Linked DNA regions of Sus scrofa: all the other regions are linked to region 1. The links are chromatin contacts, called in public HiChIP or PLAC-seq maps. All regions are on one chromosome and are shown on one strand. Each heading gives the region's core, a stretch centred on a gene start, on an enhancer-like site or on the middle of the called end of the contact. The rest is flanking DNA. Distances are from core to core; before and after follow the strand shown.

The links. HiChIP or PLAC-seq counts read pairs in DNA pulled down with a chosen protein or histone mark.
Region 2: a contact with region 1 is called in an H3K27ac HiChIP or PLAC-seq map of alveolar macrophages. The contact joins two enhancer-like sites. A contact is called at or near these places in 1 of 5 promoter capture datasets (liver), 19 of 47 Hi-C or Micro-C datasets (adipocytes, adipose tissue, alveolar macrophages and 11 more) and 2 of 2 datasets of contacts at active chromatin or transcription factors (alveolar macrophages and skeletal muscle).
Region 3: a contact with region 1 is called in an H3K27ac HiChIP or PLAC-seq map of alveolar macrophages. The contact joins two enhancer-like sites. A contact is called at or near these places in 2 of 2 datasets of contacts at active chromatin or transcription factors (alveolar macrophages and skeletal muscle).
Region 4: an H3K27ac HiChIP or PLAC-seq map of alveolar macrophages shows a contact between it and region 1, with 10 times the contacts expected there. The contact joins two enhancer-like sites. A contact is called at or near these places in 1 of 5 promoter capture datasets (liver), 22 of 47 Hi-C or Micro-C datasets (adipocytes, adipose tissue, alveolar macrophages and 13 more) and 2 of 2 datasets of contacts at active chromatin or transcription factors (alveolar macrophages and skeletal muscle).

The regions. Positions count from the first base shown.
Region 1 is chr11:20,719,329-20,723,523 of Sscrofa11.1, reverse strand. LRCH1 (leucine-rich repeat and calponin homology domain-containing protein 1) reads left to right here. Exons shown (of 20, transcript XM_013980521.2): 17 at 3,983-4,092. Among named protein-coding and RNA genes, the nearest start is that of ESD, 69 kb to the right of the region's middle. Within about 2 kb of position 2,138, at least 7 of the 83 cell types and tissues checked have an H3K27ac peak or open chromatin away from gene starts, as enhancers often do. A contact at or near this core is called in adipose tissue and alveolar macrophages, where this site is marked.
Region 2 is chr11:20,947,115-20,951,007 of Sscrofa11.1, reverse strand. No RefSeq gene overlaps it. Among named protein-coding and RNA genes, the nearest start is that of LRCH1, 42 kb to the right of the region's middle. Within about 2 kb of position 2,142, at least 11 of the 83 cell types and tissues checked have an H3K27ac peak or open chromatin away from gene starts, as enhancers often do. A contact at or near this core is called in alveolar macrophages, where this site is marked.
Region 3 is chr11:20,868,869-20,873,006 of Sscrofa11.1, reverse strand. The region is part of intron 1 of LRCH1 (leucine-rich repeat and calponin homology domain-containing protein 1); the gene reads left to right. Among named protein-coding and RNA genes, the nearest start is that of LRCH1, 36 kb to the left of the region's middle. Within about 2 kb of position 1,871, at least 21 of the 83 cell types and tissues checked have an H3K27ac peak or open chromatin away from gene starts, as enhancers often do. A contact at or near this core is called in alveolar macrophages, where this site is marked.
Region 4 is chr11:20,964,922-20,969,083 of Sscrofa11.1, reverse strand. No RefSeq gene overlaps it. Among named protein-coding and RNA genes, the nearest start is that of RUBCNL, 28 kb to the left of the region's middle. Within about 2 kb of position 2,718, at least 32 of the 83 cell types and tissues checked have an H3K27ac peak or open chromatin away from gene starts, as enhancers often do. A contact at or near this core is called in adipose tissue and alveolar macrophages, where this site is marked.

The sequences.
Region 1 (4,195 bases), core at 889-3,388:
ATTTGACCTGTACCTGCAAGGATGAAGTTAATATTCTGCCTCAGCACAGTCATCCTGCCCAGCAGGATTTTTGCTTAAAAATTTGTCTTTTCAGCTAGAGAAATTGCAAATACGATCGAATTGTCCTTTTCATTCTTTGACTATTGTATGATATACAATAATTAAACAGCTAAGCAGGACTCTGGGTTTTTTTCCTGCATCTTTTTTTAAGCATTTTTTGTTTGTTTGTTTTAGGGTTGCACCTGCAGCATGTGGAGGTTCCCAGGTTAGGTGTCGATTTGGAGCTGTAGCCACTGGCCTACGCCACAACCAGGGCAGCGCAGGATCCTTAACGCACTGAGTGAGGCCAGATATCGAACCTGCGTCTTCATGGACACTAGTGTACACACACACACACACACGTTCATATAGACACTCAGACACTCACTCTGCTCCCTTGCCCCTCTTGTTTTCTTCTTATTTACACAACCAGGGTGGCATCTGATTTGAAAAATAATGTGTTAACGGGGTGGCTCTTAATATTGTCCTGTAGAGCCTCAAGCTAAATTTTCATTCCCCAGAATTAAGTAGGGGAGTTCTTGAAATGCAGTGATATGAAATTAAGGAAAACCAGAATAATTCCTCCGTGGACTCGTTTCTTGAAACTTTGATCAGGCTGGTCACTGCATTTATTATTTAAATATGACTTGAAAGAAAAAAAAAAACTATAGGTAATATAATCAGAGCCACCATAAATGGTCCCAGTTAAAATTATTTTGTCATAATAAACTTGCTCTGTAGATTTATTATCAGTCTAAATAGTTTGTTTTCAATTCATATATAAACACTGTAAACCAGCTATAATGGAAAAAATAAAAATCATTAAAAAGTTCTTATATATACTATGATAACTAATCCATTTAGAAAGCTAGTAGTATTATAGTCAGGTTTCCAATAATTGTATGTACATTTGAAGTGTCCCCTTTTTTGGGGGGTCTTTTTTTTTTAGGGCCTCACCCGTGGCATATGAAAGTTCCCAAGCTAGGGGTTGAATCGGAGCTGCAGCTGCAGGCCTACACCACAGCCACAGCCACGCCGGATCCAAGCCGCATCTGGGACTACATACAGCTCACAGCAGTGCCGGATCCTTAACCCACTGAGCCAGGGATTGAGGATACTAGTCGGGCTCTTTAACTGCTGAGCCACAGCGGGAACTCCTGAAGTGTTTGTTTTAAAAACAACAGCTCCCATGTGTTTTCGTGCTTTTTAATCGCTTCCGTGGATAAAGCAAATAGTCAAGCATGCATTTTGTATTTTTTTTTTTTTTTTTTTTTTTGTCTTTTTGCTATTTCTTGGGCCGCTCCCGCGGCATATGGAGGTTCCCAGGCTAGGCGTCCAATCAGAGCTGTAGCCACTGGCCTAGGCCAGAGCCACAGCAACTCAGGATCCGAGCTGCATCTGCAATCTACACCACAGCTCACGGCAATGCCGGATCCTTGACCCACTGAGCAAGGGCAGGGACCGAACCCGCAACCTCATGGTTCCTAGTCGGATTTGTTAACCACTGCACCACGACGGGAACTCCGCATTTTGTATTTTTTAAGATGTACAGGAATTTAAAAGGGAAAGCAATGCCAGGAAATTGAAATGCAGACATCACTGCATTATCTCGTTATCTCATAGAGGGCTCTAACAAGGCGTCGGTATTTGAATAGTGTGCTGTTAACCAAAAGCTCACAGTTAATTTAACTTCCTGATAGTTTCGTATTCAGAATGAAATCTGCCAATAAAAACATATTGAAAATATTAGACAGGCAGTATTAGATAAGATTGCCCCCAGAAAAGAAAAAGGCAAAGGAAAATAAAACCTCCAAAGAAAACATTGGATTTGTTTAAACGGTGTTGGGCTCCCCTTGCTGGTCAGTGTGTGTATTACTCAACTCGGTCCACACTCCTGGGCTTGGTCCGTTTGGTTGACGTCTCTTCTTTGGGGATGTGGATTATTTCTCCATTTTCCATTTTAATATATAATCTCTTTTGGTCGCTGTTTAAATGCATAGATTTGGGGGGGGTAGGGCTTCATGTGGTGCAAAGGCAAATTTCCTGCATTTCCAGTGTCTCCCCTGCTTCTTAGGTTGTCAGACTCTTCCTCATTTCCCTCTGCTCGGTGAGCTTCTCATCTCTCCCTGCCAGTCACCCTACTCTACTTCCTTTGCTTGCCCTGCCTTTAATTTTTAAAACAGCCGGTCTCATTTCCTGCGGGGTTTGGTATTTGTGGGCCTTGGTGACTAGCCTTTGGCTCTTTCTGCCTGTGACTTCCTTGGGTGCCTTGAGGCAGAACCTGTCTGAGGTCCAGAAGGTACAGTGTACCACACAGATCAGTGTAGATCACCCCCTTTCCTTTACCCTGTAAGTCAAGAGTTTCTTAAGATGTGTCAGCTTTCGGGTTCTCGCTAGTGCACCAGAGTGCTGATTCACATATCCCAGAACTGAGTTACAAAGAAAATACTGAGACGGGCGTGTAATGCAAGACATTTATTCAGGTGTTTTGGTTCAAAGATACAAGTTGAGATGAAAATGACGCCGTTGGGAGAGTTCCCTGGTGGTCTAGTAGTTAGGACTCTGCATTTTCAGTGCGGCGGCCTGGGTTCAATCCCTGGTGGGAGACCTGAGATCTCACATCAACACAGTGCAATGTGGCCAAAACCTAACCAAAGCGAGATAAACAAATGAGTAAAATGATACAGTTGGGTGAATGTGGGATAATTGATTATATGGTGGATAGGTTTGTAAGCCTTATTTAAAAACAGCTAATAAATTGGAATAGCTTTTAGAGTGGCTCGTAGGAAGTCTTTGTCTGAATAGGATAAAAATTGTATGATCTTCTTACCCTACATTGTTGAAGATACAGCGATCGAAATTTCTAGAATTGCAGTACGTCAGTGCAAGCCTTCTGCATGGCATTGCTTTTTAAAATTAGAGTGCTCTGCCCAAAATATTCTGAAGCCCTTACCCCCCTCCCCCCACAAGCTGAAAATCTATGGGATACGGGGAACCAACCACAACTCCTAACTGCTCTGCCCCCTCCGCCCCCCCCCCACCACCCCCACCTGGCAGAGGGTGGGCACAGAACGTTGACAGTCTTAAGATAAACATCTCAAGGAAGAAAAAGATTCAAGTTTAAATCTGCCTTGGGCTCTGTATTCTAACGACATGGCTATAACCACTCTGCCACACATAGAAGATTTTGTACCTTCTTTATTAATTAGTCTTTAAAAGTTGTCATCCTTCAGCGTTGAGACCATTTATTTTCTCTGCAGTCAGAGGCTTAACTCCTTCCAAAGGGAGCGTCACTGTGAGTTGCTGTTCCTGGAGGTTGTAATTTTAAGGACCTGAAGCCAAAGAGGCTCTCTTAAAGCATCCTCTCATCCTGCCAGTTTTCTAAAAGGGGTTTGGGGTCATCCCTGAAGAGCTGACGTTTAGGATAAGGGTGTCAGTGACATGATAGAAGGCAGATTTTGTCCTCCTGCTACCGCAGCACATGGAAGTTCCCGGGGCCAGGGATCAAATCTCAGCTTGTTTTTATCATGTAAAGCAATCCTGACTTCTTACTCGAAATGAGTTATCTGAATTTAATGAAAGGCTTGTGGAACCTCACCTATAGATGGAAACTTGTATAGACAAAAACTTGGGCAGAAACCAGTGGGAAAAGGAGAGAAGGGGTCGGGAAGGGTGTCAGCAAGGACCCAGCCCTCTCCTTCCTGGATTCAGCGGATTGTCCCCCGAAGGTACAGCTTTTCAGACACACAATCCAGAATAAGTGAAAACATAACCTTTAGCACATTCGAAACAAGCGTTTTCACATGAAGTCAGAATTTCTGGTTTCTGTGAGTGGTAAATGAATTATTTCAGATAAATTAACAATTTGATTTAAATAGGAACAGCCTGATAGGGCAGCCTGGACTGGGCTCTCCATAAAGACTTTTTTCCCTTTCTGTTACAGTGTTTCTAAGACCACAGAGAAATCTGGAATCTATAGATCCACAGTTTACGATTCGGAGAAAAATGGAACAGATGAGAGAAGAGAAGGAACTGGTGGAACAGCTGCGAGAGGTACTGAGAAGCACCGTGTAACTGACTAACAGTTTGCAGAATTGAAGCAGCAGTCAGTATTTTTAAAAAGCAGACTTTGATGACACGCTGCCAGCAGACCTGG
Region 2 (3,893 bases), core at 893-3,392, 230 kb before region 1:
GTCTTCCTCACCATCTATCTATCTGTCTCCTGCTAAGAACATGTATGTCCCAAGGGCAAGAACCTTCCCACACCCTGCATCATCCTGCTCATCACAGATGTCAGGGAATGTTATTGAGTGAACGTGTGTAAAGAAATCCCACTGATGTCTGCTGTGAGACAGAGGCCAACCAGTTATCTGTAGCAATCAAATACATATATATTTGTTTTGTTTTGTTTTGTTTTGTAGGGCATATGGAGGTTCCCAGGCTAGGAGTCGGATCGGAACTACAGCTGCCGGCCATAGCCACAGCCACGCAGGATCCAAGCCTCATCTGTGAGCTACACCACAGCTCACGGCAACGCCAGATCCCTAACCCACTGAGTGAGGCCAGGGGTCGAACCCACAACCTCACAGTTCCTAGTCAGATTCGTTTCTGCTGTGCCACGATGGGAACTCCCAGCAATCAAATATAAAGGGTAATGTTTATGCCTAATTTGAAAAATCCAAAGGATTTCCCTGAAAGTCTTCCCAAGAAACTATCACCACATTTCAACTATTCCAATAAATCAGAAGAAATGACTTCCACCTGAGCTACTAGAGTAACTTAGGGTGAAAGTTGACCAATTGAGAAGAACTGTTCACTGGAGTTCCCATAGTGGCGCAGTGGTTAACAAATCCAACTAGGAACCATGAGGTTGCAGGTTCCATCCCCGGCCTCGCTCAGTGGGTTAAGGATCTGGTGTTGCTGTGAGCTGTGATGTAGGTCACAGACGTGGCTCGGATCCCGCGTGGCTGTGACGTAGGCCAGCAAGTACAGCTTCGATTAGACCCCTAGCCTGGGAACCCCCATATGCCATGCGAGCAGCCCTAGAAAAGGCAAAGACAAAAAAAAAATATATATATATATATATATATATATGTAAAACTGTTCAGGTTAGCCTTTTTATTCCTGAAGTTCACTTATAAAATGTCAGCCTTACTTCATGCTGCACGAAATCTTTGAAGGAAAGCAAAAAGGCTGATGATCAAGTTGTTTTTTTTTTCTTTTCTTTGTCAAGAAGAAGAGGAAAATGAATATTGCTATCATTTGAGAGGAAAGTGGCAAAACCACAAGCCATTTGCCTGGCTTGTGACACTTTATTTCTCAGCACGAAATGTCACATGGATCCTATATCCTGTTTAGCGCAAGGAACTGTTATTCATCCCGCACAGGGCAGCATTTGGAATTCATTTATCTGAGTCCCGTAGCCCCGTGCTCATAATACCTACGGTGGGAGGCTCTGGTTTCACCCTCCAGAGCAACAAGGAGACCTCTCAGATGGTATGCAGATCACATGCATCAGATTTTGTGCAAGAGTCAAGATTTGGTTCCGAGGGGACAAATAAGAATAAAGAACAAAATAAAACAGGACAACAAAACAAAGCTAAAAGAAAGAGGGGAATTAATGACAACAACAACGGAGAGCAACCCGTTAATCCAGGAGAAAAGTACATAACATCGTTTTCATTATTAGGATTCTCTTGGTTTTTACCCTCACTCGAGTCAGCCAATAGGGTTCCCATTTAATTCCCAAGGGGCCCTTCTGGTGTCTAGGAAAAATGCCAACCAGGATGGTTCAGAAAAATCTATTTACTCCCCAAAGAAACACGGGAGACCACTTCTCTTCTTGCTCTGATGTTTATCCTCCTCTTATTTCCTATAGGGACTGACGTGAAAATCCAAAAACCAAAGGCTTACCTGTGACATCCAGGAACGGCGACCGATGGGAAGTGGGCCAGCCACAGCCTACTCATCCTGGCCAGGGCCGAGGAGCCTCCAGCGGGGGTGTGGAGGCAGGACACACTCTAGCAAAAGGAGAAGAAAGGTGAGGACCCAGCCCCGTTCCCAGGAGGACAACCAGTGCAGAGCGGACCTGATGCCACTCAAGCTTACACGTTGTCAGGAGGGCAGTGACCTTTATTTTATCCCCAAATGTAGAGGAACAAGCCACGTACTCCCCCACTGCAGTTCCAGATCAATCATATGTTTCCTGGTTGGTTCTTTTTTATTATTATTCATTTCCTAAACTTCAGACTCATATATCTAAATGCCCACACAGTGTCTAGCTCAGCCTCAGCAGTGCTGAAACGCATCCTCTTCTTCCCTAAATCAGCACTTCCTCTATCTCCTCTGTCTCACTTAGTGTGAAGGCACCACTTCAACCCAGCCATACAGGCTACAAACTGAGAAAGCATCTCATTTCCACCCTCTTCCTCAACCCCACTCCCTACCCCGGCCTCACGTCACCAGTTACTAAATTCTGGCTAATTTACCAACCACTTCTCAGTTCCTCCCGCCAGCCTTCTCTTTTTTCTGTATGACACTTAAAGAATGTTTGGGTTTTGAGTTCCAGCTATGGGCAATGGGTTAAGGATCTGACTGCAGCGGCTTGGGTCACAGTAGAGGTGCGGGTTAGATCCCCGCCTGGCAGCAGCGGGTTAAAGGATCCAGAATTGCCACATATGCAGTCTAGGCCACAGCTGTGACTCAGATTCAATCCCTGGCCCAGGAGGTGTGGCCATAAAATTAAAAAAAAAAAAAAATAGGCTGGTTTTGACTGAATGAAAAAGGATCTTCCCACCCGATTTTTTAGTGTTGGGCTGGAGAGAGAAAACAGAACAGGATTTCACGAAGCTGCCTGAGACGAAGGACTACTAAAGAGGGCTATAACCCAAATTTCCGCCGCTTTCATCAGCCCGTCACTGAACTACTTCTCAAAATTGATCCTCTGTCCTGTCTTTCCGACACCTTGTTAATGAGGAACTGTGGGGAAGGGGAGGCCAGGAGGGACAGGACCAGGGCCCATCTCGGGGGATTTTCCTGGACATCAGGCGGTCCCGCCTGCGGGTTTAGAAGAAACACCTCCATGGGTAAATCTCCAGAGGGCCGCGCTGTGACTGCCAAGCGGCAGGGGATGGAGGGGCACACGGGCACAGCCGGGGGCCTGGGACCCGCAGAGCTTCAATGTCACGTGTCACGTTCCATGTCGACGGCTGTACCTGAGCTCGGGCGCACCATCTGGGTCCACCAGAAGCCCCTCGCAGTTGCAGGGGACGTCGCTGGGGTACAGTGGAGACCAGGTGATGAACGTGGGGCAGGTCGCGAGGGCCGCGGCGGGGTCACTGGGCGTGGCCAGAGAGGGGGGTGGAGGGCGTCGTGCGCCTGCGCGACCTTCACCTCGCACTTGCCCAGGGCCTGAAGTTGAACTGCTACCCGCCATTCGGTGGAATGAGGAGCCAGTTCAGGATCTGCTGGTTCTTGGCGTTTTCCTGATGTCCAAACTGGTGGCAGGGAAAGCGGAGCAACACCAGGCCCCAGGGCCAAGGCGCCATTGACGTCCGTTCATCTAGGTGTCCTCAGAACCTTTGTGCCCCAGAGCAACGCTGCCTCCCCGGCCACCCGCCCCGCTGCAGCCCAGGTTCAAGGTTTCCCTGCCCCGCCAGCAGTATGCATGAAAGGCAGACACCCAGTGTGAGGCTGCCACCGCCAGGTGGGCTTCCGGGCGGCAGAGCAGCACACCCCGCCAGGGTGTTGGCAAGGGGAGAGCCCTGGAGTAGAAAAATCCCTCTGCACCAACGCACCTTTCTACCAAACAAAAACGTACTCACAGAGAGAACAGATTCGTGATTGCCAGGGGGAGGGGGAAGGGGGAAGAGAAGGCCTGGGAGTTTGGGGTTAGCAGAGGCAAACCAGTATGTATAAGGGCCTACTGTATGGCACAGGGAACTGTATTCAGTATCCTCTGACAAACCATAATGAAAAAGAATATGAAAACGAACATATATGTATAACTGAGTCACTTTGCTGTGTAGCTGAAATTAACACACGGTAAATCAACTGTTTTTCAATATATATTTTTTAAAGGCGCCCC
Region 3 (4,138 bases), core at 622-3,121, 150 kb before region 1:
ACACCACAGCTCACGGCAATGCTGGATCGTTAACCCACTGAGCAAGGGCAGGGACCGAACCCGCAACCTCATGGTTCCTAGTCAGATTCGTTAACCACTGCGCCACGACGGGAACTCCAGCTGACAATTTTAGAGACAAAACGCACATGGTACCTATTTAATAATGTTTTACAAAGCACCAGTTGTCATTAAAAAAAAGGGATCTTCCTGAGATGAGGCTGTCTGTAAAATATGGAAGGAATTTGTGGGTCATTTGGGAACTGATGGAGAAGTATATTTCAGCTTGCTCTAAAAGGTCCTTCCTCAAACTGCTTCCATACAACTCCGCAATTAAAGCGCAGAGAATTCTCAGTTTGCTTCACGAGTGACATGGAAAGAGAAATTTATAGGGTAATAGTGACATTGAGAAGAAGTAGTTCTTTAAGAGAACTGCGTTTTTCATAGGTACCTGGAAACGTTTCCAGCTTTTATAATGAACAGATGTCTTTTTCTCTCATGATTAGTAAGGTTTTGGAAATGAGTAGGAACAACTTGGTGGAGTTCCTGATGTATATTTCAAAACATTTGGGATCTCCTTGTTAAGTATGATGTCTTAAGAGCTGCTGGCACTTGTATTTTTGCTACTCGTAAGAAAACATTTAGTATTTCTGTACCTTGCAGCCGTTTTGTAGACATGAATGTGACCTGAAATTCGTGTGTCTGCGTATACTTTACCTTCATGTGTCTTGTTTATTTCAGTAATTTTCACTCTTTAGGTTACAGCTCTCTGTCTCTTTTTCATTGTAACTGGATTTACTACGGATAAGAATAAACATTGTCATTTATGCCCTTCCAAGAATGATAAATGTAATTGCAGTACTAAAAAAAGCCTTTCCAGCTGAAGGAACAAACCGTGAAGACTGTGGTTTAAGTCTTTGTAAATGTATTTTTCCGCCTTTTCAATCTAAACCATACATTCGCGTTTGGTTGTGCTTCGCAGGTGTCCATTTTAAGAATTTTCTTGACTTTGTGGGCTCCCCGATCTCAGGCAGGACTCTTTCCAGTCCTGGGGGGAAAATTGCACTTTTTTTTTTTTTTTTTTCTTCTCGACCATGCTCGAGGCATATGAAAGTTCCCAAACCAGGAATCGTATCTGAGCTGCAGCTGCCACCTAGGCCATAGCTGTGGCCACACGGAATCCTTATCCACTAAGCCACAGCAGGAATTCCTGCACTTTCAAGTTTATTTTCACTTTTCATTTTGAGGTTTGAAACCTTCAAAGCACGATGCATTCTTCTCACCAGGATAACATGTATTGCCAATCTAACATCTAGAAATAGCTTGACTTGGAGGAGATACAAAGTCAATGGTCATAAAAAATAAAGAGAGGGGAAGAGAGAATGACAGGCGGGGAGAAAGATCGGTGGGTGTGGCCACAGAAACGGCACTTTTTGCCAACTCCACATGGTAATTGTTGCCCTTGAAGATCTTCGGAAAGGTCACACATGGGGTCCAAGGCTGCTGACACATGTGCTTGGCGGTCCAGGACAGCCCCGGCAGAGGCGGAAGAGAACTTCCTTCATTTGTTATTTCATTTGGCCAACTTTGATGGACTCCCTCCCTAGGCTAAGGAAGTCTGTGACAGTTGTGCAATAAGTCTTGGGGGCGGGGCTGGGGTCTTGTCACCCTTTGCTGTCTAGAGCAGCTTTTCCTACCCTTGACTCTCCCCAAGCTGAAAGGACCATTAGACGCAGTGTATAGATGTGGCTTGTCTCCGCTTCCACAGAGGGACCATGACTCGCATTCGATCTCGGTTTCTTTATTAGGAAAATGAGAAGTTGGCCGTGAAATAACCGTAGTCGTGGCTTCTAGCTCAGACCCTAGTTATTGTGTGGTTTGCTGAGGATCAGACAGCTCATGACAGATACTGGACGAGGGTTATAGGTCTAGACCTTTCTCTAACCATCCGGATTGCTGGAGTTGTAAATGTTCTGACAACAGCATAGCCGATCTCGCTGAAGGTAAAGCTTCCTGTCTCCACTGGCCCCGATTCTAGGGAAGAGTGGACGCCTGGTCTGGAGCGCCATCTTGGTCCTTGGCTCCATTCATGGGCCACACTTTCTTTAGTCCCTGGAATGGCAATTCTTCGAAAGGAAACACTATCCTCAAATATGCCCTGAGCCATCAAAAGGGCCTCATAGGTCGCACTGCCTGTGATTGTAATGCTGATTAAGTGAAAACATGTTGAAGCTTGACAACTGATTTTTTTTGGCATTGATGAAATAAGGCAGGTTAGACAGCTTTTCAGGACACTTCTGATAACCTTGTTATAAGTGAAAGACTTTTTTTTTTGTCTTTTTTAGGGCCGCACCCTTGGCATATGGAGGTTCCCAGACTAGCCTACACCACAGCCGCAGCAATGTGGGATCCGAGCCCCATCTTCAACCTACACCACAGTTCATGGCAACGGTGGATCCTTAACCCACTGAGCGAGGCCAGGGATCGAACTTGCATCCTCATTGATACGACTCAGATCGATACTAGTTCGTTTTGGCTGAACCACGACAGGAACTCCGCAAAAGACATTTTAGAAGAAGAATCAGAAGAAAATAGGGTGCTGGAACATAATTATAGATTCCTGAGAGAAAGTGTTTGACTCAAGCTAAATTTTAGGTTGTCCCTGATTTATGAATGCGCTTCTTAGTAAATGCTTTCTTTGATTAGTTAGGAATTAGAGACAAATTTTAGAGGAGGACATTGTTATTATTGTTTTATAGCAGACTTTTGGTAAATTTCATTAAATGCCATTGGTTTTATTGGTGAACAGTTGAAACATATCTCCCGTATTGTGAACAAATCTGTGATAGTACAGACTTGAAATTAGAATCTTAGCGCAGGTCAGAGAGCTATGAAAGAAGGTAAAAATACGTAAATCACTTCCATTATTATGCACGATGCATGAAATTAATAATTTCTCTTTGTATCTCGGTTGCTGAAATTAGTCTTAGCATTTCTATTTAATTTTTGGTATGACTAAGTTAATAAATGGTGGGGCTATGATTATGAGTGCTCTGGGGATATTTAGATATAATTTGATATGAGGAAATTAAAGGAATGTGCAAACTTGAGGCTGTATTGCTCCCTCATGGGTAAATCCAGTCATGTATCTCAGACAGAATTATAAATGCTGAGCTCTTTGATTTTTCCTGACTGGCTGATCTTGGAGTAATTTACAATTTACAACATGCTGTTCATGAAAGCCTGAAAACCAGAACCATACAGTTTTGCTATGGTGAAGTGGTTTTTATTTACATAGCAAACCCGGGACAGATTAGAGCAGATAACTCCTGCAAATCTTAAGGTAGTGAAAGTGGTAGCAGCGTTCAGATATAAATAAGTTACCTATTAGTCTGATTAAATGTCTCTGCTAGTTACATGATAAATAATACGTACCTTTCCTTGTTCACTCTTTTGAGTTTCCTTAGAGATGTACTTACTTGCTGTTCCCGTGTTTAAAGTCTCAGCAGCATTGCCACCTCCGCCCTGCACAGCTTTTTATTATAAAAAATTCCAACAGAGAGAAATTGAAGGAATAGTACAGTGAACTTCCATGTTTGTATTTACTGCCTCGATTCCTTAATTGTTGACGTGATGCTGCATATGCTTTATCTGAGTGGGGGGGGTATGTATATGTATATTTTTTTCCTGAACAATCTATGTTGTCACATTGGGGCAGGCAAACCTCATGATGCTTGCCCCCAACTTGGTTAACCATCTGTCTCAAAAATAAAGACATTGTCCTACCTAACCACAGTAACATTTCAAAATACGAAAGGTACTAAGACTTTTCTCATGATCCCTGATCACCAGTCTGTATTCACATCTCCCTGTTTCTCCAAAATGTCTTTCGTGATTGTCTTTTCCCTGCACTAAGATTCAGTCAGTGTTCATGCATTGCAATGGTACGGCCATAAGGGCTCTTTTGTTTTAGAATCTGGAACAGCTCTCTGACCTTTTTTTCTACGACAGTGACTTTTTAAAGAGACCCGGCTGCTTGCCTTGGAGACTCTTCCACCCTGGGGATGTGTCTGGTGGATTGTTTCCCTTGGAGCCATTCAGTTTTCTCCTGCCCCTGTATTTCCTACAAACCAGAAGTTAG
Region 4 (4,162 bases), core at 1,469-3,968, 240 kb before region 1:
ATTATCAGAACGCGCTGGTTGTCAGAGTTCATGGACAGCATCTACCAGGATGGCTGAAGTTCAAAAGCCTGCCGCGCCAAGCGCTGGCGAGCATGTGGCAGAACGGGATTCGTACACACTGCTGGCAGGAAGGTAAACTGGGAGAACCACTGTGAAAACTGGTTTAGCTGTTTCTTAAAAAGTTAAATATACACATACCCACATGAGCCAGCCTAGGCAGTCATCCAGGAGAAAAGAAAACCCAAAAAGACAAAAAAAAAAAAAAAAAAAAAAATGCAGGTTCCATCCCTGGCCTTGCTCAGCGGGTTAAGGATTGGCATTGCCATGAGCTGGGTGGGGTGTAGGTCACAGACGCAGCTCAGATCCCATGTTGCTGTGGCTCTGGTGTAGGCCGGTGGCCATGGCACCGATTAGACCCCTCGCCTGGGAATCTCCATATGCCGCGGGAGAGGCCCTAGAAAAGGCAAAAAGACAAAAAAAAAAAAAGAAAAGAAAACCTATGTTTGACATAACACTGTAAGCCAACTATAATGGAAAAAATTTAAAAATGATTAAAAAATAAAAAAATAGGCAGTGGGATGGACTGGGAATTTGGGGTTCATAGATGCAAACTATTGCCTTTGGAATGGATAAGCAGTGAGATCATGCTGTATAGCACTGGGAACTATGTCTGGTCACTTGTGATGGAGCAGGAGAATGTGAGAAAAAAGAATGTATACATGTGCGTGTGACTGGATCACCTCGCTGTGCCGTAGAAAACTGACAGAACACTGTAAACCAGCTATCATGGAAAAAATTAAAATCACTATAAAAAATAAAATAAAATAAATAAAAAGTAAAAAATCCTGAACACAAAAAAAGGAAAACCCATGTTCATACAAAGATACGAACATGAATATTCAAAAGAGCTTTAATTGTATAAACTAAAAACTAGAAACAACCCAAATGTCTACCAACAGAAGAGATAAAGAGAGATCTACAACCACGGTATATCCACAACGGAAAACGACTCAGCAAAAAAGCGAAAGGGGCAGGGGGTGGAGTGGGGAGACAGAGAGAGAAGCAAACAAAGACAAAGCTATCTGATACACGCTCCAACATGAATGAGTCAATCGCAATTAATTAGGCCAGTTCTCAAAATAAGGAACCCAGGTTTGAAAAAAAAAAAAAAAAAGAGTACACACTGTATGATTTCATGTATATAAAATTCTAGAAAATGCAAACTAATTTATGGTGACTGATCTGTAATTGCCTGGGAAGGACAGATGAGGGGGTGAGGAGACGGGTTACAAAGAAGCAGCGGGAAATTTCAGGGCGATGGGCGTGCTTCTTAGCTTGATGGTGGTGATGCTTTCAAGAGGTGTACATGTGTGAAAACTTATCAAACTATGCGCTTTAAGTATGTGAGGCTTAGGGAACACCAATTATCCTTCAATAAAGTTGTTTTTAAAAGCTCCATGCAGGAGTTCCTGTCTTGGGTCAGCGGGTTATGAACCTGACTAGTGTCCAGAAGGATGAGGGTTTGATCCCTGACCCTGCTCAGTGGGGTTAAGGATCCGGTGTTGTGTAGGTTGGCAGTTGCAACTCCAATTTGACTCCTAGCCTGGAAACTTCTATATGCCACAGGGACAGCCTTTAAAAAGCAAAACTAAATAAACAAATAAATAAAAGCTCTGTGCACATTTCAATCCTGTATTTACTGACTCTGCTAGAGTATTTGAGAAATCTGACAATGTCTTTTTTATTTGTTTTTGTTTTTGTTTTTTTGTTTTTTGTTTTTTTGGGTTTTTTTTAGCCTCATCATGACATGTGGAAGTTCCCAGGCCAGATAGGGAACTTGAGCCACATTGGTGACAACACTGGATCCTTAACCCACTGATCCACCAGAGAACTCCCAATTTCCTCCTTTCTGCTGTGTCTCTCTTCCCAGGCTCTCCTAATTTCTTCCTGCCACACTACACGTACTGGAAAGGCCATAGCAGTAGCTGTACAGATGAGATCAGAGTCTGGCCTGTTGACTTTAAACATACAGACCTATTTTCCTACTGTCATCAGGAGCAGTCGCAATAATCACAGAAATGCAGAGAGACTTCTCATCAACCTGCAAATCCAGATGTCTCAACAGAGGAGTTCCCGTTGTGGCTCAGTGGTTAACGAACCCAACTAATATCCACAAGGACATGGGCTCGATCCCTGGGCTCACTCAGGGGTTAAGGATCTGGTGGTGCTGAGAGCTGTGGTGCAGACATGGCTCGGATCCCGAGTTGCTGTGGCTGTGGTGTAGGTCAGCAGCTATAGCTCTGATTCAGCCCCTAGCCTGGAACTTCCATATGTCACAGGTGCAGTCCGAAAAAAAAAAAAAAGACCAGTGTCTCGATAATTACTTTTGTATTTCCTGGCTGCTATGATACCAGAAAGGGGGATAGATTAGTGTATTGGGGGGATATTTAATCATTTTTATCATGTGTAAGTGACTGCTTTTATAAAATAGGGAAGTAAGGAAAGACGAAAGTTTCAAGAACCAGCTCCCAATTAACCCAACAGCCCTTCCTGTGCCCCTTAAAGCTGCAGAGGTAAGGAGTTGAGGCCCAGGTGCCTGGGTAGTCATTTGGCTTTGCACCCATCACTGCAACAAACTGGTGCAAAGGGTGGGACCTGGCTGGGCCTCATTCTCCTTAGATGCTGTGTAGACACATATCTCTGGCTTGACCCCAAGCCCTATCCTCACCCGTTTAGGAAAGAAGAGCAACTTTCTCAGTCCTCATCTGTCCTGCAGCTGCTCCCATCAAGGGCTTAAAGAAATGGCAAGTGGCCAGGCTTTCAAAGGCCGCCTTGCTTACCAGACAATTGAGTAACTTTTACGAGATCTGCTGCCAACTTCTCAGTTTGCCCGATAGTGACCCAAATATGTTATGACATATGCTTATTTAATAAGTCACTCCATGTGGTTTGAATTTAAAAGAAATATACCAGACTGTGGATGTGCAGTTTTACCAGGACGCTGTAGTGCAACACCAGCCCAAGTTTCTGTCTAAACACCCAAATCACAGTTGTTAATCCCTGGAGGGGTCACATGCCTAGGAAATGACAGGCGCCTGTTTTGAGATTCTCCTTTTTTACTAAACTCAAGGTTGTCATGGGTAACAGTCAAATTTGCTGACTACTCCACTTAAATTTTTTTTTTTTTTTTTTTTTTTTTTTTTTTTTTGCTGCACCCACAGCATGGGGAAGTTGCTAGGCCACTGATCGACCCTGTACCACAGCTGTAACCAGAGCCACAGGAGTGACAATACTGGATCCTTAACCCTCTGAGCTACTAGGAAACACCCACACTTAATTTTTTTTTTTTTTTTAGGAAACTTTCTGCCAAGTTTCACTTTCAAATTGTGTCTTAATGGTAGATGTTCTTAAGCCCCTTAGTTCAAAGATCTCCTATGAATCTATTTGCTGACTTCTTCCAAATAAGGATCTAATCCCTTGCTCAGAGAGAGAGACATTCTGTACACTTATAGGTAAGAAAGTAAACGCTGTCTGATGGAACCATTGTCTAAGGACCAGGCAAATCCCACTCGACTAGGGGAATGTAGGTATGAAGAGAAAGGAGAAATACCACTGCATCCAACAGTGAAAAGGAGAATCCAGGAGCTCAGTGAGATGTGATTGCTATTAGCTCTTTGGGGATACAGAAGCCAGAGGGCCAGAAGGCACTGTCAGTTCTCTGATCTATCAAGGGGCATTTGCATCATAAATCGGTATTAAAGGAGACAGAGGTCAGAGGGACAGAACCATTTAGGAGGAAATAACAGTGATCGAAGCCAAGCAACGCCCCAAGACCCAGCTTCCCTTTGGGGGAGTCTGTTTAAAGAACAGCTTCCTCTGAGAAGTAAATAGGCAGGGCTTCCTTTTTCTGTATTAATAAGAGTCTTCGCCAGCTCTTTAAAGAGTTTCCTACCTTGAGCCTCCGAACCTCAGAACTGTGACATGTGGAAAGCACAGAAGGGCTTACTCTTATGTGGAGCAATAGCCCTGAAACTAGTTTTTAACTGCGAAATCAAAAGAGAGAGACACACACACATAAAAAGAGGAACGAGCAGGTTCTGTGGCTATATATAGCATAGCAAGTGAAATAAGCTTTACTTTAACGAAATCATCTGTCAAAAGA